2 separate regions of the Gossypium hirsutum genome follow, and region 1 is linked to region 2. A link is a contact called in public Hi-C data. All regions are on one chromosome and are shown on one strand. Each heading gives the region's core, a stretch centred on a gene start, on an enhancer-like site or on the middle of the called end of the contact. The rest is flanking DNA. Distances are from core to core; before and after follow the strand shown. Region 1 holds the start of LOC107957411. Region 2 has its middle 95 kb from the start of LOC107961203.

Region 1 (7,642 bases), core at 2,219-4,718, 180 kb before region 2:
ATTTAATTAATGTTACATTTATATATAAATTAAAATTGCACTTTATTATAAATTAAAATCTGATAAATAATGAATTAAACTTTCATTATAATTTAAACTATTCAAATAAAAAAGAAAATATTTTTACTATTATATTAAAACTAGATAAAATTTTTGACTAGATAAATTGTGATAAAATATGAAATTACATTGTGATTTGAACTATTAAAATTTATAATTAATATCTCATTATATTTTAATTACTTTATATTACATAAAATAAAAATAAGCATTTTATTGTGAATATATGCCCAACAAAAATCACAGAAGTTTCTTTTTTTTCATTAAAAAATATTTTTTTAAACGTGTTCAAAAGCCAACCATTGATTGATTATGATTGCAAAGAAATCAGAGCCCTCCGTTAATGTCTTCTCACATGGAAGCATGTGATATCAGCCAAGGGCTACCAAAGTAGCATTTTGGACTTATTATATCTAAAAAATAAAATAAAATAAAAATGCAATTAAAAATGAAAAAAGTAATCATTTTAAGTCAACCGAACAGTCCTTCGGTCGATAGGAACATAATTATTTATTATGACACCAATGATTTTTTTAAATACGATAAATGGTGTATTTCTTTTGTATTTTCATATTTTAATTTATTTTATATTTTAATAAAATTCATAAGTATTTTTTACAAGAATAATATTTTTATTACATCACATTTTAATTATTTTATATTGAATGAATAACCATATCACATTTAAAAATCTATTATTTTCCGATAAGACACATTTCAGTGTGTCCATGTTCATCTTACACTTTGAGGACCCCACATGGTAAAAATGCAGAAGAAAAGCTAACTGAAATAAGTACTGAATTGAAACTAAATAAGTCAACCAAACAGTCCTTTGGTAGATAGGGATATTATTTGTTTATTTATTTATTATTTACTATTTTTTTTAAGTTACTGTTTAAAAAAAAACATATTATATTCTACCATCAATATTTGGTAATTCTAATTAGCATATCCGAAACCATTCAATTAGGAGAAGTTTTTTATTTAGTTACTTAATTAAAAAATTAGAATTTAATTATTAAATTATTTAAAAGCTTTTATTGTTTGCACTCTATGTATCAATAGAAAACTTTCTTTCTCCTCATCTTCTATAATTAATTTTTTTATTAAACAACTTTGGACTTCATGAATCTTTGAATTAAAATTTAGATTTTTTTCTCTAATTTATAACATTTACTATTAGATTAACTTGGATTTAATATATATTTTTTTACTTGGCGATTGGTATTGATCTACCATACCAACCATTGAATCGTTACTTGAAATTTACTGGCGAAACTTAAAAAAAAAAGCTTAACAACTCAATGACTTTTTAAAATAAAAAAACCTTTAAATAGTTCAATGACTTGAATAAAAACTTTCAAATATTTCAATGATCAAATTGTAACTCTTTTAATTAAATGAACAAAATAAAAAAATTATCCTTTAATTTATTTAGTTTTGATTAATTATCATTTTATTTTATTTTTCCATTTCATTTCATTAACCTTACATTTTTAAAACCCGAGAAGCAATAATATGATAAATATTATGCTCCCGTGACCGACCAAAGAGGTTAAACATAAACACTTTCGAACACCAAATCCATTTTACAAATTAGTGAATATTTTAAAATAATAAAATCCATTGCAAATTTCAGATAGTATAAAAATGAAATTATTAAATGTAATAATAATTTAATTGTAATATATAAGAAATTACATCACAAAAAGAATTTATTTTTTCTCTTTTACCAAGTTGCATTCAATGTGAAAGTAATTTTTTTTATGACCAAAAAGGAAGATTGGCCAGACTTTGTTAACTATTTGCAGAATAAAGATTAGTGTGGTGTTCTGTTAAATTCCCTTTTTTTTTTCTTTATCATTGTCATGTGATGTCATTCCTTTTCCTCTACCTCTATAAATTCTCACACACAACGCTCTACTTATATTAAATTTGTATATTTTCCCCTGGGCAAATCCTTTGTAAATGTTTTTCGTAAAATTTTGTAGGTAATAATGATGTCTACCAAAACTATTTAATATCAATAATGAAATATTAATGAATTTCACTCAAACATATTTTTTATCCCTATTTTTTTTACAATTAAATTAACTTTTTTATAGAAAAAATCAAATGATAAATGATTGTGTTAGACATAAATTGATTTAGATCAAATAATGGTTATGGCTTGTTTACTGTGTTAAATATAGAATTCCGTATCTATTCTTTAATTTGATATAATTTTGATTTTTGGTTTCTCTCTTTAATATCATTGGTTAGTTGAAATAATTGATATCCTTAATTATTTTGCTCAAAATATTAAGTTTAATTTTTTTTAAAAAATACCCATTCCAACTTTATGCATATATATATTGTGTTAGAAAGGTGATTTCAAGAGAAATTCACGTAATTATTTTTATCGATATAATTAAGGATTCTAATTATTTGAGATAAAGATTCTAATTATTTAAGCTAACTAATGCAATCGTAAAAGTAGATGATCAAATGATGTTAAATTAAAATATAATGACTAAATCCCAAATGTGAGCATAGTAAAAAGATTGAAGCTGCAACTATTATATTATAATGACTAAAAAAACCAAATGTCATATGTCAAATTATAATATAATTTACATATGACATAAAAAATTAATCAAAATAATTAAGAATGTTAAATATTTAGACTAACTAATATCATATGTTAAATTAAAATATAAAAATCAAATCTCAAATGTTATTATAATAAAGAGACCAAAACTACAAAATTTACCATTATAATTATAATAAGGAGACCGTAGTTATTGAATGGTTTGTGGAATTTTCAGCAAATTATCCAATAATATATTTTTTTCTTGAAAAATTATTGTACAAAGATATTTATAATAAAAACTAAAAGAATATTTAAAACAATCAACTTGATAAAGAGAAAATAAAGAAATAATGATTGACTGAAATATGTCAATTATTAAAGGGCGATTATGACAATGTGAACTTTTGCATTGTAAATTATGAATAAAAATCATCTCAAAAAGAGTAAAACGAGAAACACTTTTGTTGGGTTTCGAAAACCAAAGTACTATGTTTGGTTCCCTAGTGGTAACCTTAAAACCAAAGAACAGCTGAAAGCTAACAATACCACCGGCATTGGCATTGGATACTCAGTTTCTATTTTGATTTTATTTAATATTTTAGTCTTTTGTTGTAAAAATGAAATTACGTCTTTCTAAAATTTTACATTTCATTTTATGAGATTAAACCTATTATTTGTTATAAAATTTTAATTAAAAAATATACAAATATTTTTGTTAATTTTTTTATGTACATCTTATAATCATATCCAGTCTAAATTACTGTTTTTACCCACAGGAAGAACAACAGTGGACAAAAACAAAACCCCATACCATGTTCAAATGTGAATCCAGAAGCCGTAAAACACATTGGATTTTGTCTTGTCAGCCAAAAAAAAAAAGTGTATATATATAAAGAAGAATGCAGTGAAGTGGAGTCTATCAACCCATACCTCGTCAGGTCATCTTTTTGGGTCCCATTCCTCCCCTCTTCTTCAACGCTGTTTCTTCTTCTTTGTTAGCCCCAAAAATACTATAGACAAAGACATAGAAAGAGAAAATCTTGTTTCTATAGACATTGTGTTCTTTAAAAAGACAAGAAAAAAAAGATAAGAGAAACAAGCAAAACAAGTGTGTGTGTTTTTAGGACAAGTTGAGGCTTTTGGTTTTCGGATGCCATTACCAAATCTTGGGTTCTTTCTGTTTTCAACTTTTTAGTAAGGTAATCTTTGATTCTTGGCAACATTGTTCAAAATCTTTGCTTTGTTTAATCTGTTTCTAAGAATGGGTTTTTATCAAATCTAAGTTTTAATGGTTAAAACTAATTCCTTTGCGCGATTTAGCTTTGGTAGAACTTTGTCTATTTCATTGTCGAACTCGAAAATGTTATCAATTTTGCCATAAAAAATACATCTTTTTTATATATATTTTGGCTAATTATTTGCTTTGTTTTGCAGTTTTGTGAAGCTAAATTTGTTTCTGATCGATTCGGCAGACATTGTTTGAAGCCAAGTAAGTTCCTCAGATCTGAAAATTGCTTCTTTAGATCTGTAATGTTCTAGAGCTTAAACTCTACTCATTACTTTCATGTTTCTCTTTTCATTTTTTTGATTTTTCGAACTATGTTAGTCGGTTGTGACTTGTGAGCATCGGATATGAGTATGTTCTAATGTATCAAGAAAAATGACGAGTCTTTGAATAAATCTATGCTTCAATTTAGCTTTCTTTAAAGCCATATTTGTTAGTCTGATTCATATTCTTTGTGTTTCAAAGATTTGAAATATTTATTTCTGAGTTTTGCTTTGAAAATGTATGAATTTGGTGTCTGTAATTGTTAGTTTTTTGTTTACTATAATGACATTGATGTTTGTTAAACTAAAACATCGCTGGTATGGATTTGGTTTCGGACAAAATAAATACATGTCTTTCTTTGGTGTTTTCATGTTTTCTTATTGTTTAATTTCAATCCCTTTTTGTTTCAGATTGGCTTCTCATACATTGATTGCACTTATGGGATCTGGCTCGAGAGAGGAAGTGTCTTAAATATGGATCTCGGAGAAGATAGCGGCCGGTTGGGGTTGCTACCGACAACAACGTCTAGAACTATGTCATCATCTTCGTCGGCATTCTTTTCTGCAAATCAGTCACCGTTCTTTTCCCCGAGATCATCGACCTGTCAGTTGTCTGAATCAGCACGGTTTGATGTTCAATGTGATAGTACTAATTTAAGTGCTGATCCTCCAAGTTCGAGTTCTGGAATTCCAGATCCTAAATGCCTTGCAAATGTTGGATTTGCTGTTTCGGACGTGTCATTAATGCCGGCTGCTTGTGTTTCAAGTGATTTCCCGAAATTCGACCACTCATCATGCACTTATGGCCATTTGCATGACAATGGTTTTTCTGGTATTATAGAGAAACACAGAAGGCATATAAGAAGCCATGATATGATGTTTTCCCCTGTTCCGATATCATTATCGTCTTATCAGCAAAGCAGTTACGATGTTTACATCGGGTTACATGGTCGGAAACCTTCCTTGCTGAGGTTCACGAATTGGCTCCGTGCTGAATTGGAAGTTCAAGGGTTGAGTTGCTTTGTATCCGATGGAGCTCGTTTTAGGAACTCGCGTAAGCATGGACGTATAGAAAGGGCAATGGATGTTTCTTCCTTTGGTGTTTTGATTCTAACAAAGAAGTCATTCAGGAATCCATATACTATTGAGGAGCTTAGATTTTTTTCGAGCAAGAAAAACTTGGTTCCGATCTATTTTGATTTGAATATCGGTGATTGTCTTGTCCGGGATATAGTTGAGAAGAGGGGAGAGCTATGGGAAAAACATGGGGGTGAGTTATGGATTTCGTATGGAGGATTGGAGAAGGAGTGGAAGGAAGCCGTTAATGGCCTTGTTCAAGCCGATGCATGGAAACTGGAAGCTCTGGAGGGTTGTTGGAGAGACTGCATATTACGAGCTGTAACCCATTTGGCAATGCGGTTAGGAAGACGAAGTGTTGTAGATCGGTTAACGAAGTGGAGAGAAAAAGTAGACAAAGAGGAATTCCCGTTTCCTCGAAATGAAAACTTCATCGGCAGGAAGAAAGAATTGTCTGAGCTAGAATTTATACTTTTTGGTGACATTTCAGGAGAATCCGAAAGAGATTATTTCGAACTTAAGGCTAGATCAAAGAGAAAGCATTTGACAATCGGGTGGAGTAAGAGCAGATCATTGGAGGAAAGACGTAGGGAATGCAATTGGGAGAATGGTAGTCGAAAGGGTAAAGAACCAGTCATTTGGAAGGAGTCGGAAAAGGAGATTGAGATGCAAAGCACCGAAAGGCAGCGCTATCAAAGACCAAGAAGCAGTGGACGGAATTCACGAAGAAAGAGACCAGCGAAATTCATATATGGAAAGGGTATTGCCTGTGTAACGGGGGACTCCGGAATAGGGAAGACTGAGCTTCTTCTCGAGTTTGCCTACAGATATCACCAGAGGTATAAGATGGTTCTATGGATAGGTGGGGAAAGCAGGTACATTAGGCAGAATTATCTAAATCTCTGGTCGTTTTTGGACGTCGATGTCGGGGTTGAAAACTGCATAGACAAAAGGCGAATGAAAAGCTTCGAGGAGCAAGAGGAGGCGGCCATTTCTCGAGTCCGAAAAGAGCTAATGAGAAACATACCTTTTCTGTTGGTGATTGATAATTTGGAGAGTGAAAAGGATTGGTGGGATCAAAAGTTTGTAATGGATCTTCTTCCTCGTTTTGGCGGAGAGACTCACATTCTAATATCAACTCGCCTTCCCCGTGTGATAAATTTAGAACCTTTAAAACTCTCGTACTTGTCTGGAGTAGAGGCAATGTCATTAATGCAGGGAAGTGTAAAAGACTACCCTATTGCAGAGATCGATGTTCTCAGAGTCATTGAGGAGAAAGTCGGAAGGCTAACTTTGGGCCTAGCGATTGTAGGCGCAATCTTATCCGAGCTACCTATAAATCCGAGCCGGCTACTGGATACCATCAACCGGCTGCCCTCGAGAGACTTCTCATGGAGTGGTAGGGAAACTCATTCATTGAGGAAAAACACATTCCTCCTGCAACTCTTCGAGGTATGTTTTTCGATATTTGATCATGCGGATGGCCCAAGGAGTTTAGCAACGAGAATGGTTCAGGTGAGTGGTTGGTTTGCACCTGCTGCGATTCGGGTTTCCCTGTTAGCACTAGCTGCTCACAAGATACCTGAGAAACATAAAGGAACCCGGTTTTGGAGAAAACTATTATGTTCCTTGACTTGTGGCTTTTCTTCGTGTTACTCCAAAAGATTCGAGTCTGAAGCATCTTCCATGTTGCTAAGATTTAATTTAGCAAGAAGTAGTACCAAGGAAGGTTATATCCATTTCAACGAAGTCATCAGGATGTACGCTCGGAGGAGAGGAGTTACAGGAGTTTCACATGCCATGGTTCAAGCTGTAGTAAGTCATGCGTCATTATCCCACCACTCAGAACATATATGGGCAGTATGTTTCTTGCTATTCGGATTTGGAAATGATCCAACAGTTGTTGAGCTCAGGGTGTCGGAATTATTGTACATTGTCAAAGAAGTGATTTTGCCTCTTGCAATTCGGACATTCATGGTATTCTCCCGGTGCAGTGCTGCTCTGGAACTCCTCCGACTATGCACCGATGCTTTGGAGGCTGCAGACCAGGCATTTGTTACCCCAGTCGAGAAATGGTTGGACAAATCACTTTGTTGGGGGCCTATCAGAACGAACGCGCAATTGAATCCATGTCTTTGGCAGGAACTGGCATTAACGAGAGCCACCATGCTAGAAACCAGGGCAAAGTTAATGCTAAGAGGGGGGCAATTCGACATAGGAGATGACCTAATCCGGAAAGCCATTTTTATTCGGAACTCGATCAGTGGTGAGGATCATCCGGATACAGTAGCCGCTCGTGAAACTCTAAGCAAACTCACCCGGCTTCTAGCAAATGTTCAAGCTCATACTTCACCATAGATCCCTATATTTCTTTGTTAGCAAAAT
Region 2 (6,820 bases), core at 2,922-5,421:
GCAGGGAGCACACGGGTGGAGGACACAACTGTGTAAGACACACGGGCAAGCACATGGGCGTGTGTCAGGCCGTGTGGAGTCGACCGGGCCAGCTATCTAGGCCGTGTAAGGTCACACGGGTGTGTAGGCCAGTTATGAAATTTCACCATATACCGAGCATCGCTCGAGTTAAATATGAGCCTTTGGTGAGGCCGTTTGAACTGAATTTGACTACATAAACTGATATTCTGTGATATGGAATTTGAATACTGACTATCAATGTGCGTATCATGTTTGACTAAAATCACTAGAATTGATCTACTGTATACGAACATGAGTATATTTGAATATTTACATAGAACTCTGTGTTAACTGTTATGTGAAGTATGTGTATGCATTAGATGGGAATTGAATCAGGAGAAAGTATTATGTTCTAACCAGTGGTTAAATCTCTAGTCTCCGTATACTAATTTAGCAGCTAGTCTTCAATCTTTAAAACATGTCAGATAGACATTGAGTGGTGTGTAGGGCTAGATGGGTCATAAATACCCTGTTTTATGTGTTGGGTTAGTCAGAAATGGTGTGTAGCTGTTGGTATTAAGTAATTGCATTTGTTATGTTCTGCATCTGATTATAGCCTGATCTATTATCCTTCTATATGACTCTGACCTGTAACTGAATGAACTGTTTCTTGATTCTACATCAACATCTTGGATTTCTTGGTTTACCAATAATCTTTTGAATATGTAAATTTTTGGGTCATTTCTAGTATATTAACTTAGTTATCATTAAATGAATTTTAGGTAAATCACAGACTTGATCGGGTTGGTGGATGGAGAGCTCGGTTATGTGTTTATACCATTTAGTATTATGAATCATGCTAGTTATATCTGTAGTTTCAGTGGTTAAAAGATAATGTCGAGATACTGGTTTGTTTTTATTAAACTTTATTAGACTTTAAAAGTGTGTTATCATAAATTTTTGGATGTGTTTTGATTATCGTTTGTTGTAACTAGAGGTGTTCATGGGTTGGGTTACCCGGCCCAGCCCGATGGCCCGCCTGAAATGTGGGAGGGTTTGGGCAAAAATATAGGCCCAAAAAATGGGCTTGGACAAAAAAATAAGGCCCGTTAAAAAATGGGCCGGGCCTCGGGTAAGGTATTTTTAGCCTAGGCCTGGCCCGGCCCGGCCCAAATTCACTAAAGGATAAAAAAATTCTGCATTTTTTTTTATTTTTGAATGTTATTTTCTTGTTATTTTCTTTCTATTTTGCTACAATTTTACTATTATGTTACTACTATTTTGTTGTTATTGTTTGGATATTATATAAAACTTATTTTATTGTTAATTTTCTTATTATTTTAAAGGTATTTGTTAATTTTTTTATTATTTTAGAGGCATTTGCTTGTTAAATTGTATTTATCTTAGTGTTATTTAAGTCTACATAATTTTTAAAATTTATTTTCAATTTGTTGGGAAATATTTATTTCGATATTTTTAGTATTTTTGATGTATTATATATATAAATAATATAAAAATTAACACGGGCGGGCCAGGTCGAGCCCGTGTTTTAGTATTTTTATCTGGGTCAGGCTTGGGCAAAATTTTAGGCCCGTTTTTGGGCCCAGCCCGGCCCGAGCCCAATAAATGGATATATTTTTTAGTTGAGCCCGACCCGAACCCGGTCCGACCCGGCCCGACCCATGAACACCTCTAGTTGTAACTCTCTAGGCTTGGCCTTGTTGTCTAGGCCAGGTATGGATTGTTACATAAATGAATTTATTGGTATATGAATTTTCATATTTAATTTTTAAAGTTATAGAAAATTTGGTTTAAGGTTATACATTTTTATGTTAAATAAATAATTATTTTTATTAAATTAGTATTTGTTTTTATTAAATGATATGTTTATTGTTATTTAATTTTTGTAGTTATAGAAATGTTGGTTTATGTTTATCGTTATTATGCTAAATAAATTTTTATTTTTATAGAAAATGTGTATTTTTAAGTAATTATTGATTTGGAAATTATTAAGTAATTATTGTATGCAGAATGTTGTGAAATTTGATACTATGAAATATATGTTTAGGGTTTGAAAATTGTATTTCTAAAATTTTAGGTTTGTGCGAAACAAATTTCAGGTATGGCATGGCTTAGATTAGATCACGTGTTTGATGAACTACAAGCTGCGGTAAATTTAATTTAATAGTTATGATATTCTAAAAATATATTTAATTCTTTTATTTGATTGATTGACTAAATAAATTGACAAGATGTTGATCGCATTCTTCATAACCAGGGCCAGGCTAAGCTTGATTTAGGGTCGATAGATGATCAAATTCGTGAATATATGAACGTTTTCAAATTCAGGTATGTCTTGAAATGAGGTCATGCACAATTTTCTCATATTTGACTGCTACATTGATTGAACAGTCGGGACGAAAGTGTACTATCACCCTCAAAGACGTAGTTTTCATTCTCTAGTCACCTATTGATGGGTTGGTCGTAGCAGGGGATGCTAGAATGCCTTTGACTAATGTTTGTAATGATTACCTTGGAGTAGCTCCTCCAGATGATAAGATAGTGGGCAGGGGCGAAGCTAGAACAATTTTTTAGGGGGGCGGGATGAAATTTTAATTTTTTATAATCTATATCTTTATAATTTTAAAGGATTAAATTGAATTTTCATAATTTTAGGGGGGCCAAAGTGTAATTTTACCTTTACTAATTTAAAATTTTAAAAAAATTTTAAGGGCCTAAATAATAATTTTACATTTTAAGGGGGCAGGGCCCATGTCAGCCCCCTAGCTTCGCCCCTGATTGTGGGGTCGTTTATCCTAGATACATGGTTGGACCAGTTCCTTAAAGTGTTAACGGTGGTTGTGGTAGATATAGGCATGAAGTATGTTGCCCGAGCAATAATACTAAGGCTCGCTAGAACCATATTGATCATAGATAAATTTGGCAATAGGGTCCTTTTCCATTACCTATTTTTACTACAAAACATATTTGTTGCTGGAGGATATCAATGGCGATTTTCTGTACTTGTAACACTATATACTCAACTCAATTGTTAAGTTCGAGTTACAAGATGTCACATTCGTTGTCGGAACAACTATGGTCAGAATAGAATACGATTTACAACATTAAACATTGTAATACAAATAAAATAAGTATATAAAATGATTCATATTCATTTTCGAATCTTATACAAGCTTACAGAAACTCTAATATTAACCTAAGATCAAATTAAGACTAAACTATAATGTTTACAAGCAACACTAACCCTAAGTACTTCTAAGCACCGGTTAAGAAAAACGTATCTACAATGAGATCTTTGTTCCCATTTTTAACCTTTTTATGGGTTTTCTAGGATTATATATATTCGCAGTGGTTGAGGGTGTGAACTTCATTGTTTTTGTATTATTAATAAAGTATTACTTTTCAATACACAATTTACACATATATATTATATAATAATTATAAATTTAATAATTATGAAAATTTTATTATTATAAAAATGACATAAATTTTATTTCTTATATAATGATCTAATAAATATATGTAAACTTTTTTTATATATTAAACGTATTTTAATTATTATTTGATATAAAAAATTAATATACTTTAATATTTAATATAAACACATTTTAAAATAAATATATAACAAAATTTTATAATAATTCAGTAAATATAAAAATTCGATTAGTATAAAATTTATATGAATTAATCATAAATACGTGAATAATAAAAATTCAACTATTTATTTTAAAAAATATTATTTAACTTAAATATAAATTCCATATATACTTAATTTAATATGAAATACAATTACTTATTATATATAATTTAATTTAATAATTTCTAATCTCATGATATAAATACATATCCACAATTGATTTTTAATTTTATTATTATAATAATTAATTTTAGTGTCACGGCCTTTTTAATTTCATTACCACCCAAAAGAAGTCTAAGATAAGGTAAGGATCGGATTATTTTTTTCTCAAACATTTTATTTAATAATCATATTAAATTTTAATTAAATTTAAAATTGAACATTTATAAATCCCTAAATAATAAAATTCTCAATATTAACCATGAAAAATTCGATACAAAAGACCTGCACGTTGCTATACTGTACAGGAAGAAAGGGTGATAGCAATAGACAATATCTATAAAATAATCAATAAAATAATTTGTGATGGCTAGTAATAGAGATTGATGTCATGTCTAATATGATGGCTGAAGAGTTGTCCCACCTTTTTTGTCCATTTCTATTAAACATCTATAAAAGAATTGATATTTGATATATAAATGTACAAGTAAAAGGGGGAAGCAATAGACAATAGAAGCATATCGTTTATGTGAATTAATTACTAAGAATGGCTCCTTCAGCAATCACTTTTCTCACGGTCCTTGCAGTTCTCTGCTCTTTCTTCTACGTTCTATTTTACATTTCATCAAGGAAACATGGCAAAGGAAAAGGGGAAGCCCTCCCTGGTCCTCGACCCTTGCCAATCATTGGAAATCTCCACATATTAGGCATTCTTCCACACCAATCCCTTTATCACTTGGCCAAGAAATATGGTCCTATGATGTCCATAAGGCTAGGTTCTGTGCCAACCGTTGTTGTTTCATCCCCTCCAGTCGCCGAGATGTTTCTTAAGACACATGACGCTATTTTCGCAAGTAGGCCAAAAGTTCCAAGTCCTACAATCAATTTCTAATAGCCAAAGGGGCATAGCATTCACAGAACATGGACCATATTGGCGCAGTGTGAGGAAGATTTGTAATATGCAACTTTTTACTCCATCGAAAATTGAATCGTTTGCACCTACAAGGAAGGAGGTGCTAATGCATTTCACTGAATCTTTGAAGGAAGCTGCAACAGCAAAAGAAGTGGTTAACATCAGTAAGAAGCTAGCAGAAATTAATGGAGAGATGACTTTGATGATGGTTTTGGGGCCTGTGAAGAAGTATAAGGAATTTAACCTCATCGATCTTGTTGAAGAGCTTACTAAAATTGCAGGAGTTTTCAATCTTGCAGATTTTGTGCCTTTTCTTGGTGCTTTCGACCTACAGGTATGGTGTTGCTGTGTATTTTAATATACCATATCAAAACAAATTAGCAATATACATTACCAACAACCCCTGAGTGAATGGTGTTGATTATTTTCAACTATATAGGGAATTAAAGCCTCCACAAGGACACTTGGTGAAAAACTTGACTATGCCCTTGAGGCGGTCATTGACGATCATCTACAGAAAAAGCAAGATGATTTCGTCGGTGTGTTGCTTACAGAGTTAGATCAAACAATGAATCCCAATGGTGATATAATGGATCGAAATAGTATCAAAGCCATAATATTAGATATGATTGTGGGTGGCTCCGACACTTCAGCTGCCACATTAGAGTGGGCATTATCAGAGCTCATAAGGCATCCGAGGGTAATGCTGAAACTCCAACAAGAGTTAGAAAGCATTTTCGGGAATAAGAGAATCGTGGAGGAAAATGATTTACCAAAATTGGAGTACTTAGACATGGTTGTGAGAGAAACTTTAAGGCTGCATCCTATTGCACCTTTGCTAGTTCCTCGTGAGTCAATAGAGGACATAGTTATTGATGGTTATTATATACCGAAAAAGTCTAGGGTCTTAGTAAACATTTGGGCAATTGGGAGAGATCCTAATGTTTGGCCTAATAATGTTGAAGAGTTCTCTCCAGAAAGGTTCATTGATAGCAAAATAGACCTTCATGGACATGATTTTGAACTTATTCCATTTGGTGCAGGACGTAGATTATGCCCAGGTAAGAAATTAGGGTTAATCACAGTTAAACTTATTCTAGCTCAATTGGTCCATTGTTTTGATTGGGAGCTGCCTGATGGAATGTCGCCAAATGAATTGGACATGATTGAGAACTTTGGTGTCTCGTTGCCAAGGAAGACTAATCTTCGTGTGAAGCCTATTTATCGCATGTAGGAATATACTTTTTATGTTATGTATTTAATATGTTGTCACAATATAAATATTTATATTGATAATGTATCACACTTAAGAAAATCCCTCAAAATCAAATAAACATAATCAAACTTTTTTTTGGTAATATATTAAACTTTTTTAGTAGTTAATTAAAATTTTTAACACATTTCATTACTTAATTTAATCTCCATATATAAATTTATACATCAATAATACATTAAATACAGATTTGTTTGAAAATGCAACAAGTTTGTAACACTCCAAACTCAACCTAGAAGTAATGGTCGGATTATGAAGGTTACAACTGTAACACTCCCAACCTAGCCTAAATATTATAATCAGTTTGGGAACGATACAATGCTTAAGTAGAAGTTACAAACAAATATAGCAGACTTGGAAAAACAAGTAAAACTTTTGAAATCAAATATATCATTTTAACTACTTAGAAACTTTGGAGCTTAATAGTGTTTCAAAATTTATAAGTAAATTCCCACGTCACATTTTTATATCAAAAACCCTATTTCACGAAATCATGTAATTTGTTTTGCAATGGAAAAAAAAATTTAAATTCCCATTGTTTGAAAAATTGGTATTCATTTTAGTTATCTTAAATTAGGTGTCGTAACCCGGTTTAAGTCTTAGCTTGATAATAATTTGTACTGACGACCCTAATAACCTAACAAACGTAAAATATCCAAAATTAACAAACCCAATCAAAATCTCTGTAATATCCAATTTGAATAAAGCAAAACAACCCAAAATTCTTAGTTTAAAAAAAACGTGAAACTCCGAGCTCTATGTCGCCGTCTAATCCTAGTTTGAAGGGTTACCTAAGACAAGACAAACAAACAATATT

Evidence for each region. A called contact is a pair of places that touch in the nucleus more often than the background predicts.
Region 1: a Hi-C map of leaf shows a contact between it and region 2, with 2.5 times the contacts expected there. The contact joins the promoter of LOC107957411 here to the enhancer-like site in region 2. A contact is called at or near these places in 4 of 34 Hi-C or Micro-C datasets (fibers, leaf and petal).

The regions. Positions count from the first base shown.
Region 1 is chrA05:37,996,940-38,004,581 of Gossypium_hirsutum_v2.1, reverse strand. LOC107957411 reads left to right here and starts at 3,468. Exons shown (of 3, transcript XM_016892930.2): 1 at 3,468-3,831; 2 at 4,067-4,121; 3 at 4,592-7,642. The coding sequence starts at 4,655. The coding sequence ends at 7,615.
Region 2 is chrA05:37,816,347-37,823,166 of Gossypium_hirsutum_v2.1, reverse strand. It overlaps the pseudogene LOC107957413. Among protein-coding and RNA genes, the nearest start is that of LOC107961203, 95 kb to the right of the region's middle. Within about 2 kb of position 4,171, at least 5 of the 9 cell types and tissues checked have an H3K27ac peak or open chromatin away from gene starts, as enhancers often do. A contact at or near this core is called in leaf, where this site is marked.